Linked DNA regions of Mus musculus: region 2 is linked to region 1. The links are chromatin contacts, called in public HiChIP or PLAC-seq maps. All regions are on one chromosome and are shown on one strand. The core of a region is the stretch at or near the end of the contact, and the rest is flanking DNA. Distances in the headings are between cores, read along the strand shown.

Evidence for each region. HiChIP or PLAC-seq counts read pairs in DNA pulled down with a chosen protein or histone mark.
Region 2: an H3K4me3 HiChIP or PLAC-seq map of bone marrow-derived macrophages shows a contact between it and region 1, with 4 times the contacts expected there. The contact joins two enhancer-like sites. A contact is called at or near these places in 1 of 39 promoter capture datasets (liver), 1 of 15 datasets of contacts at CTCF or cohesin (large pre-B cells), 3 of 115 datasets of contacts at active chromatin or transcription factors (bone marrow-derived macrophages, embryonic forebrain and embryonic stem cells) and 1 of 9 other capture datasets (embryonic stem cells).

The regions. Positions count from the first base shown.
Region 1 is chr7:110,686,035-110,691,239 of GRCm38.p6, reverse strand. Gm21123 (a long non-coding RNA gene) reads left to right here. Exons shown (of 4, transcript XR_140838.1): 4 at 31-1,077. Among named protein-coding and RNA genes, the nearest start is that of Gm21123, 11 kb to the left of the region's middle. Within about 2 kb of position 1,724, at least 136 of the 459 cell types and tissues checked have an H3K27ac peak or open chromatin away from gene starts, as enhancers often do.
Region 2 is chr7:111,012,908-111,018,721 of GRCm38.p6, reverse strand. No RefSeq gene overlaps it. Among named protein-coding and RNA genes, the nearest start is that of Ctr9, 13 kb to the left of the region's middle. Within about 2 kb of position 3,606, at least 50 of the 459 cell types and tissues checked have an H3K27ac peak or open chromatin away from gene starts, as enhancers often do.

The DNA of each region.
Region 1 (5,205 bases), core at 475-2,974:
CATACTAGAGGTCAGTTTCGATTATTGTAGCGAGAGCAGCCACCATCTTGAACGACGTCCACACCACTGGCAGGAAGAGAGTCCTGGAAGGCCCTGCACTAGCGATGAAATACTCTGGCCCGGGGATGATGTATGTCCCTCCCATGCACAATCCACCAGCCATAAATTGTCACTCTGTCTCCAGCGAGCCACAGGGAGCCAAGAAGAGCAATCCTGTCACGTGCCTGGAAGAGGAGAAAGCTGGAAATAGTTGGCAAACAAGACTCATGACTCTTCAGCCTAAGAGAGCAAAACTGCAGAGAGGCAAAGGAGGGGTGGAGCTTGCGATTTAAATCCTGGGCAGGAGGAGACTTCTGCAAGGCTGTGCTAATTCATTAATAATTCCTGAAAACGTTGCCAGTTACTCCCTCTCCCTGGTCATTCTCTACAGCCTCCTCATGCCAGCCTAAAGACTAAAGATCGCCTGAGTACTCTGCCTCAAGTTTGGGGGTCTCCTTTACTTCTTCTCACTCTTTACCCAACACCCCACCCTCACCTCTCCATGGTGAGGGTGACTTGAGGAGTTCATGGACTTGAGGTCACATGCTCCACCAATTTCATCTTCCAGAGAACCACCCAGTCCCCCGGGATCCTTAAAGGCAGCCCCCAACCCACTTCACAGAGATGGGCTATAACCTCTAGGCCTACCCTGACCACTGACCCTGGTTCTTAGTAGGCCCAGTTAAGCCAAGCTCACATCAGCCTGAAGACCTGCTGACTCCAATTCTCTCCCTTTTGAGTAGATGCTCAACTCCTAGGAATCTCAAGTACTTACACACACTACTTGGCCCAGTCTCTTTTATCCAGGCCAAAGCATCCATCTCCCCAGAAGGCCTTCCCCAAGGGACCTGGGGGTGGTTGTGACATGTGCCTTGTAACACAATCTTGTCTTGCTGTAGACTCCATAGGAGCGTGCAGTTTTGTTCATGTTCTCATATGTCCTAGCTGCTGTGGTTAGAGCATATTTTGTTATTGTCCAGGCATAAGGCCTCTATGTGCTCGCTCACAGACTAGTAAACATCCATTGTCTATCAGGGGAACCAGGACCATCTAACCCTGATCTTTCATTTTCCATCCTCCAAGTCAGTGTGACCAAAGTCACACAATTAGTGACACGTGAAGGATTCAGACTCCGAATCAGTCAGACTGTAGATGCTGTGGCCTTAGCTTTAGATGGCATCAAGAGAGATGGCAAGGAAAGTTTCCTAGAGTGCCAACGAAAGGAACCAAAGTGCGTGGCTCAGGCCTCAGCATCCGGTTTTGTTCACTGAGAGCTGGACAGAAATGCTGGATAATACAAATTGTTTCAAAAAGCAAGAAAAAGAATTGCAGAACTGCACAGTCAGGCTACACCAGACCCTCAAACTCTGCGGGTAGACATCCAATTCCTATTTCCCTTGTAGGTGGAGTCCTGCTTTGAGTCTACCCTGTGATCTTTCTCTTCGGAAGCAGCCATGGAAACAGCCGGAACAAGCCCAGTGCATCCTTGCAACAATTCCTTCAAATCGGCTGCTCTCAGGAACTTCTTGACTCTTCAATACATCCCTGAACGGCGAACCTAGGGAAGTGGGTCCTGTTTGTAGCTTATGAGAAGCCACGACCAGGACACACACGGTGGCCAGGGGGCAGGCCAGGGCTGCAGAGAGCCAGAGGCGGAAGCCCAGCTGGGAGAACTCCTGCAGGAAGTGGGCGGGGCTTGGGGGAGAGCCTCCATCTGCAAGGAAATCCCCTCCCCTGGGTTCACTCAGAGGACAGTTCAGGTTGAAGCAAAGATGCCAGAGAGCAGGCAGCGAATCCAGACCCAAGGGGAGGCATAAATGCCAGAGACAACACTGTGAGAGGCAAGAAGGAAGCCAGGAACCAACTGAAGGTCCTGGAGCGTGTCTGCACTCGTCCAGCTTCTCTAGTTCAGGAGAGCAGAGAGGAATTTAATGGGAAGGAAATAAAGAAAAAAAAAAAATAAGAGCTATTCCATTTATTTTATGAGCTCATCAAAACTCTGATAACAAGACCTGTCAGGAATAGCGCACACACAGGAAGCAACACAGGGAGAAAAAAAACAACACTTACAAGGTCAATAAAACATGTGGAAAAGAAGCAGCCACGGTAGTGACGTTGGGGCTTCCTCTGGTGACTAAAATTAAACAGCTTGGGCTGGGGGTGTGGTTCAGTTGATGCAGTGGTCGCCTACCATGCACAAAGCCCTGGGTTTGATCCCCACCATTGCGTGCACCCAACATGGTAGCACAGGCCAACACTTGAGAGGTGGAGGCAGGATGATCACAAGTTCAAGAGCATCTTCTACTACATAGAAAGTTCAAGGCCAGCCTGGGATCCATGAGATCTTATGTCAAAAGAGGGAGGAGATGCTGGATGGCTCAGCTGGTAAGTTCTTGCTTCACAAATTTGAGGAGCAGAGTTGGAACTCCAACAACTATGCAAAAGAGCAGATTGATTTAAGCATACGGAGGGAGAGGACAGTAGATGCAAACAGATCCCTGAACCCATAACCAGCTAGCTTAGCCTAATTGGCAAGCTCTAGCTCTCAGGGAGAGACCCGTGTCAAAAACCAAGATGGGGGCTGGAGAGACGGCTCAGCAGTTAAAAGTACTGGCTATTCTTCCACAGGACCCAGTTATGATTCCCAGTACCCACATGGCAGCTCACAACAATTTCTAACTCAAGTGCCAGGAGATCTGATGCCCTCTTCTGGCCTCTCAGACACCAGGCACACACACGGTACAGAGGAATACATGTAGGCAAAACACTCGTATACATAATATAATAACAATACAAAAAATATTACAATGTGGATGGTGCTTAAGGAATGACACTGAAGGCTGGCCTCTGGCCTTCATGTGTATTCACACACACATGCACACACATGACTGCACACATACACATACAGGTTTATACCAATCATCAGTATTCAAGCCATCAGATTCACTATCTGAAAAATGTTAGCTAAAAACCCACATCCATTTCTGTTTGTTTGTTTGTTTGTTTGTTTGTTTGTTTTAGATATCCCAGTATCTCTTGGCATAATAAAGAGTGGTAGTATCTTATTTAAAATTAAAATACAATGAGAAAGAAATAAAAGAAACATTATAGTTTATTCATTAAAATCAGTAACTCAAAAGGATATTAGTTTTGGCGTTATTCCTTAATATTGCTCTGGAAATTAAGGCCAACACAATAAAAGAAAACACAAAATAAATAAGATGTATTTTTTTTAAACATGACATATTAAGGAAACAAAATTGTCAGTCAAATTTTAGTTATCAATGCTGTATATTAAAATCCCAATGTAACTCCTAGAAACAAAATACTCATTAAGGAGATCGTTAAAACTCACTAAGAATAGAATAAACATGAATTAAAACAACAGGATAAAATGTTAACAATCAACAAGTTTGAGACCATGGTGAAGATGTGGGTATCTCGGACACTACTAATGGTATCTTAGAGGAAAAGCCAGCTGTCTCTCTTATATTCCTCTAATCCTTTGCAGACCCTAGCTGAGTGAGTCACCATTTAGCTCAATTCTGAAAGTTGCTGAACAGAGTTCATGCAGACCCCACAGGTTAAGAGCAAACAGCTTACCCGCACCTCTCTGTCCATCAGCTATGGCTTGGGAATACCCACAATTCTCCACTTGTTTTCAATAATTTATTACAATGGCTCAAAAAACTCAAAGCAATAGATTTACTAGTTTATATATAATGACAGATATGACAACAGAGACAGGGAGAGAGGAGTGCTTGGAGGGGTATCAGCATGGAGCAGGGCTCAAGGGTATTGGTCTCTACCAAGCTGGCGTGTGCCACCTCTCAACCTGTGGGCACAGTCACATACCCACACAGCCATGCCCATACCTGATGGGTGTTTGTGGGGACCTCCTCACAGAAGCCTGATCAATCTTTCAGTCTGCCTCCAGCTCCTCTTCTCTCCCTGGGAAGTGAGGAGTTAGAGCAGAGAATGGCTGGGTCTTTCTGGTGGCCAGCCCTCCTCCAGGAATTCCCCCAAACAGTCATTTTTGTTAGAACAAAAATGCTTCTAGTACATTTCCAAGGGTCTTAGATCTGCTTTTGGGACTAAAGAACTGTAGATACACATTCCTTGTTACTCCACAGTATTGTGTATTTGTACAGCCAATGGAAACTGTGGCAATACTTTAAAAATCATAAATATGCACCTTTTTAATCTATTAATTTCTCTTTTAGATAGTAAATTATGTAATGAATGTACGCAACATGCACAATATTATCCTACCGATAACCTTGGATCCATGTTTTATATGTCGTGTATGTACAATGCTATTTCTATCTACTGTTCCTACATTTTAAAAAAGTAGAGATGACCTAAACAACCGTCAGTAAGCGATCTCCATTCAGTGGTACACCATGCATCTGTGAAGAAGGATACGGAGGGAAGGTTTGTATGCTGAAAGGGAGTGGGTACCAGCGATATAAACTTCAGTAAAGAAAATTGTGCGCCTGGGTATGGTGGCATGCTCCTGTATTCCCAGTTTTTTGGGAAGCTGAAGCAAGAGAATCATTTAAATGCAGAGGTTCAAGGTTAGCCTGTGCAACACTCATTTATACACAAAATCTCTATGGATAAATATACAAGAACTTAGTATAGTAATATTTACTGTATTTGTGATACTCTAATCTATTATTTGAGCTTTCACCCAAATGAGTATATTACCTATTAACAAATACATTTGATTTTATTTTAGGAAATAAGATCTACAGCAATGCCCGCCCCACCCAAGACAGGGTTTTTCTGTGTAGCCTTTAGCTGTCATGGAACTTACTCTGTAGACCAGGTTGGCCTTGAATGCACACAGATCTGCCTCTCTTCCTCTCAAGTGCTAGGATTAAAGTAAAGACATGCACCGCCACTGCCTGCTACAGCAATGCTTTTTTAAAAGATGAGATCCCCTTTGCTTTGCCAGACAGAAATGATTTCGTTCAGAACTATTGTAGCTGACATGCACACCTGTAATTCCAGCACTCAGGGAGCTGAGGCAGGAAAATCACAAGTTTGAAGTGAGCCTAGACAACACAGAAAGTCCCTCTATCAAAAAGAAGCCAACTATAAACTAAGCATGGTGGTACATGCTTGTAATCCCAACACTGAGTAGGTAGACACAGAAGGATC
Region 2 (5,814 bases), core at 2,357-4,856, 330 kb before region 1:
TACTTTGATATATACTTTGGATTTTGCTTTCATAAAAATTCTGTCAAGAAGAACCCTCTATATACATAAGGATAATATCTACATATTATCCTTTATACATTATATATATTATACATGTATGTATATGCAAGTATAATAAAACATACTGAGATTGTTTTCTAGACGAATGGACATAAACCTTTTAAATTTTGATATAGATTCTAAAATGAAACTGCAATTTGATGCATCCAGCTTGTGGATGTAGCTCAGTGGCAGAGCATGCCACGTGGTATGCACAGGTCCCTGGGTTCGATCCCCAGGAAGGAGAAAAAGTACGCATGCCCTTACTCTGCCTGTGCCCTTCAGGAAGATCAGGCACTTCCTGTTGGCACCACAGAGGCTTTTGGTCTTTTGTTTTCCCAGTTTGCTAACTGGAAACACACCATGTTAATTTCTTTAATTATACCGTAGGAGAACATCTTCCCATATGTTCAGGGTCTTCTCCATTTATTTCTCTATAAATATTTCTATACTTGGCATGGCTTTCTATTGGCTTCTTTAAAAAAAAACTCATTTATATCAGTTCTGTTTATTTAAGGAAAGAACTCTTTTGACAAGTTTGTTCTAAGATATATTTTTCTCTGGTTTGGAAGTTAGTCTTTTGAGTGAACTTCTCTTTTTAGACCCAAATAATATTGCTATTTGTGCAAATTTATTGGTGTCTCTCTTTAAGGCCCCTGGGTTTTATAGTCATCTCAGAAGAGCCTTTATTTTTCTTGGATTGGTAATAAAATAATTTGCATTTTAAGTGACTTTATGAGTTAGTGTCTCCATCTGAACATTCTTTCATCTGGAGTGACTGTGGGAGGTAATGAGTGAGACAAGAACTCATGTAACCTCAAAGGTGGCAGGCAGCTGCCTCGTCTCTAGGTTCTGAACAGTGGAGGCTACTCAGGGCTGGGCTGGGCTTTGGCGATGGCACCCCACCCCTCCTTAGCCCTGTTTTGACACTTTCCCTGTACAGTACACCTGCTATTTGGGTTGAGTGCTGATTTTTCTTTGGCTTTAGTACTTTCTTCCTGTAACCTGTTTATTGGTTGGAACTTCAAAGTCCATCTTGGTATGGGAAGACAGTTGGTATAGAGGAGACAGGGGAGGTCTTGTTAGCTAGGTGAATAAGACACAGTCAGCTTCATAAAGAGCAGACAGGAGTGTCCTGGGTAAAGAAGTGGCATGCCTGAAGAGAAGGCAGGAGACAATTCCAGTTCCTGTTTGAAGGGACTATGAAGGACCCGTGTCATGAGCATGGGAAACAGGGAAAAAAGGATGAGATGTTTTGGAAAGAAGGCTAGATTAAAATGCATTTTTAGACTATTTATTTTGTTTTATGTGCATGAGTATTTTGCCTGCATGTATGTTTGTGTATCATGCATGTGCCTTATGTCCAGGAAGGTTAGAAGAAAGTTGCATTCCTTGAGACTGGAGTTACAGATGATTGTGAGTTGTTGTGTGGATGCTGTCATCCAAACTCAGATCCACAGTAAGAGCCACAAGTGCTCTTAGTAGCTGAGCCATCTCTCTAGCAATGTGGGCCAGATTTGGTAAAACCTCTAGATTTGAAGCGTGGGGGTGTGGTGTGTGTGACAAGCTGCAGATTCCCAAAGAATAGCAATGACATTCTGACTGTCATGTGGAGGGTGGTGGGAGGACCGAGAGAGCCACACCTGGTGTGGACCAGGCCCGGGAAGGTGTTGATCATTTGTGTGAGCAGTGGAGAAAGAAAGGAAGGGAAGTCAAGACTGGGTGCAGAGTGAGAGCAGGAAGGAACGGAGGCTAATTCCTGAAGCGCCTTGCCATGCACAGCCTTTCTGAACCGTTCACCTAGCCACCTAAACACATGTGTTTAAAATGCCGGTGGCTCAAGGAACACTGAAGGACTTAACACCGCATTTGGGCTTATTGACATTCTAAGATCTCAGAGAGTATTGGATTTGCTGAGATGGGGTGAGTTACAGGAGAAAGGCGCTGGGACCTTGCTGGGCTGGGTTTTTATTAAAAAGCTCACTGTACCTCAGAGACACTTGTACATCCAGGCTTCCTCTGCTGTAGTCCCAACAGCCAGGTAGTGAAGCCACCCTTGACGCCCATCAACAGGTTCACGGAGACGGAAATGTACGGATACACAGTGGGATTAGGTTTAGTTGTAAAGAATGAAATTATGACATTTTCAGAAAAGTAGATGGAACTAGAGACCATTGTGTTAAGCAAAATTAGCCAGAGAAAGACAAGTACTATGTATTTTCACTTGATACAAACAAAATCTAGAGAAAAAAATTTGTGTGTATATATGGTGTGTGTGTGTATGACATGAAAGAAGAAATGAGACCATGAGAGAAGAGGATGGAAGGTGGGAAGATGACCATGGAATATAGTGTCACAGAATGGGGACCATGTGGGAAGGAAAGGGACCAGCGAATGGGGCTTTGTGCATGGGGGGGCAGTGTATGTGGGGCAGAGAAACAAGGAATGTGTATGAACACATCACAGTGTGATTCCTCTCTGTGTACTAACCAAAAAGTTAAAATAAAGAGGGCGGGTGCCTAGGAAACCCACATGTAGGCAGAAAAGTGTTTATTTCATCTGCAGTCTGCAGAGAGGTCTACACGGAGACACCAGCCACCATACAGATCTTGTTTAGAATCACGACAATGGGGCAAGAAATGTAGACAGAAAAGAGCAGGAGACAGACCCTGAGGGATGCCGGTTCCCAGAGCCTGGAGGGGTCCACCAGGGGCGGGCAGAAAGAGGGACAGGCACCATCTCCCAGTCTTCCTTTGCAGCCTTCTGTGGCCTCCTGTGCTTTTACAGGACAGCCTGGCCCCAATGCGCTTCTGGCTTCATCTCTCCTGGCTCCTTGCCTCTCCCTGTCCAGTGCCCCCTTACCCTCCCACCCCACTGCAGGTCTGTTTGTTTTTTTAATTGTCAGCCTGACTCACTGCTGTGTTGATTCAGGGCAAGAAGCACCAAGGATTGTTCCTTTTTTTGTTTCTTTCCTTTCCTTGGTTCTGACATAGTATCTAGCAAACAGCAGGCATACAGTAAGTTTGATTCAGGAATGGCTACACTCTTTAACTCGACTGTGACTCTGTAAAGTAGCCTTACCCCATCTTTACCTTTTTGGTTTTTTTAGAAACAAATCAAGGACAGGATCCTTGGAACAAGAAGGTGACTTTTCACTAGTACCCCAGAGCTCTTGACTCTAGCTGCATATGTATCAAAAGATGGCCTAGTCGGCCATCACTGGAAAGAGAGGCCCATTGGACAGGCAAACTTTATATGCCCCAGTACAGGGGAACGCCAGGGCCAAAAAATTGGGAATGGGTGGGTAGGGGAGTGGGGGTGGGGGAGGGTGTGGGGGACTTTTGGGATAGCATTGGAAATGTAATTGAGGAAAATACGTAATAAAAAAAAAAAAAAAAGAAAGGTGACTTTTCACAGGATCCAGCATAGTGAGTAGTGTTGGGTGGGTGAAGTGTTGGTGAGCCTTGTTTTAGGGTCGATGAATGGGTAGTTGCTGGGGAGCCAGAGGCTGTATAGTCCAGCAGGGGGCAGCAGAGGGCCATGCAAAGCAGGGACTTCCGGCCATTGCATGGGCTTCTCTAGATCTCAGCTGAACTTGGTGCTTACAAGAGTCAAGACAGAGTGTTGAGATCTGCTGATACAGCACTGAGTGCCAGTGTCTTCCTGTGGGTCCCTGGGAAAAAGAAAAATAAGGTGGGAAGACGGGTGGAGGTGGATGTGACAACGGGGCTGCCTCACACTTGGATGTAGTGACTACAAGTGGGATTTGGGGCCCTTTTTGCTTCAGCCAGGCAGGGAGCTAGGAAGGGTTAAAGTGCTGGTCCCAGGACATACATGGTTGGAAATAACTTTCTTTCGTTCTCTAAACTAGTTTTCCTTCTCTCTCTCTCTCTCTCTCTCTCTCTCTCTCTCTCTCTCTCTCTCTCTTTCAGCAGGTTTTAGTGTTTGTTTTATATGTCCAACCTGTCACAGGTGCTGCTGGGGAAGGGGATTTTGCAGCAGGTCATTGGGGGCCATCGAGGCCACAGCAGCAGTGACCAGAGTGCAAGGTCTTGCATGGAAACTGATTTTGGTTTCTCAATTCACACACTTTGCATAAATGTGAACCACAACATAAATCCACAAGCCACGTGCATGTACTTATGTGCACATATCATCCATGTAACATTCACTCATGTGCTCAAAGGCATACACCTGCTACCCACGACCTATCATGCATACATACTAACTCACAGTCTAACACACCAGGGGGTGGGGCTCTGCAGTGGGTTTTATGGATACATTCCAAGTTCCTCTTTCTCACCTCCATGTCCGTGTGCAGAGAGAGCAACAGTGTGATTTAAGTCTAGGATCAAACCAACTCTCAGCTAATGGTACCAACACAACCTCAGCCCCTCTACATCGCCTTGGTGGCTGCAGCTGTTCTAAGAGTGAATGAGGGAGGAAGTAGCTGTGGAAGCTGTCGGCTGCTGCTCTGTTACCCCCAAGAAAAGGCCAAGTCAGAAAACGCTGATGGAGATGTGCAGACAAGAGGCTTGCAGACAGAGCTGGCAGTGGTTTTCCACCACCCCAGTATTTGGAGCCTTGGGACAGCCTATGCCACCTCTCGACTTTAGGTTCTGATACCACATTGCCGTGTGTCTTTAATTCGTTCATATTGGGCTTTTCTGTTTCTTATATCCAGGATTCTCAGTGAGAAGCAGCTCCCGTCGGAGCTCTTGATGAAGGCCGGGAACAGGCCCAGCCTCTGCTTTCCCTCCTTTCCTTTTGGTCTCTTGATCCTTAGTGTGACCACAAGGCACTGTGTGCAGTTCATGGAACTTCATGTAGGAGAAGACAGTTGTGCTTAAACCAGGATGGATGGCAGCCTCTCTCTCTCTCTCTTCTAAAGAGAGTGACACAATTCAAACCCTGGGGAAGACTGGCTCTCTAAGTGGATCTTAATATTTTGTAGAGGCCGAGATGAGAGTCAGGCCAGTGCCTTTGGATTTGGAGGGCGGAAAATCTTTGCTGTCACCCTGCTCCTCCCTCCAATCTCTCTAGCCACTCTGAGGGTGAGCATTACTTACCCTGCTTGGAAGATGGATTATGAAGATGTCTCAGAGAGGATGCCTTCTGCTCAACACAGAGTGGAGCTCAGCCTCCCGTCTAGGGTTCTTTGGCTCAAAAGCTTGTGGGTGCCTCTCCAGGAGGGAACGGCCTTGATTGAACTCAGACTGTTCATGTGATCTGCTTTGGGTAGGCTCTTTGGAGGAGAAAAGGGTAATGAAGAACTAAGACCTCAAAAGTTCTTGTATCTGACTTTATCTGACTTTCACCAGAGTGGTGGAGGAAGCAGGGAAGAGGGCCTTATAGTAGGTTCTCATTGTGGTGAGTAGGACAGGCAAGGTGGACCTTAGAAAGCCAGTTCTGGGCTGGGGCTGGGGCTGGGGCTGGGGCTGGGGCTGGGGCTCGCCCGATAAAGTGCTCAAAACACGAGGACCTGAGGCTGATCCCCAGGACCATAGTTAAATACAAAAGAGCTGAATGTGGTAGTGCACTTGTGTAATCCAACTCTGGGGACACTGGGACAGGCCTAGGCCACCAGGCCAGCCCCAGGTCTCAGTGAAAGACCTATTCTTAAAAATCATGATGGAGGCTAGAGAAATGGCTCAGTGCCTCAGAGGATCTGGTTTGATTCCCAGCACCCATGCTACAGCTCTCAGCTACCTGGAACTTCAGCCCCAGGAGATTCAGCACCCCCCTCTTGCCATC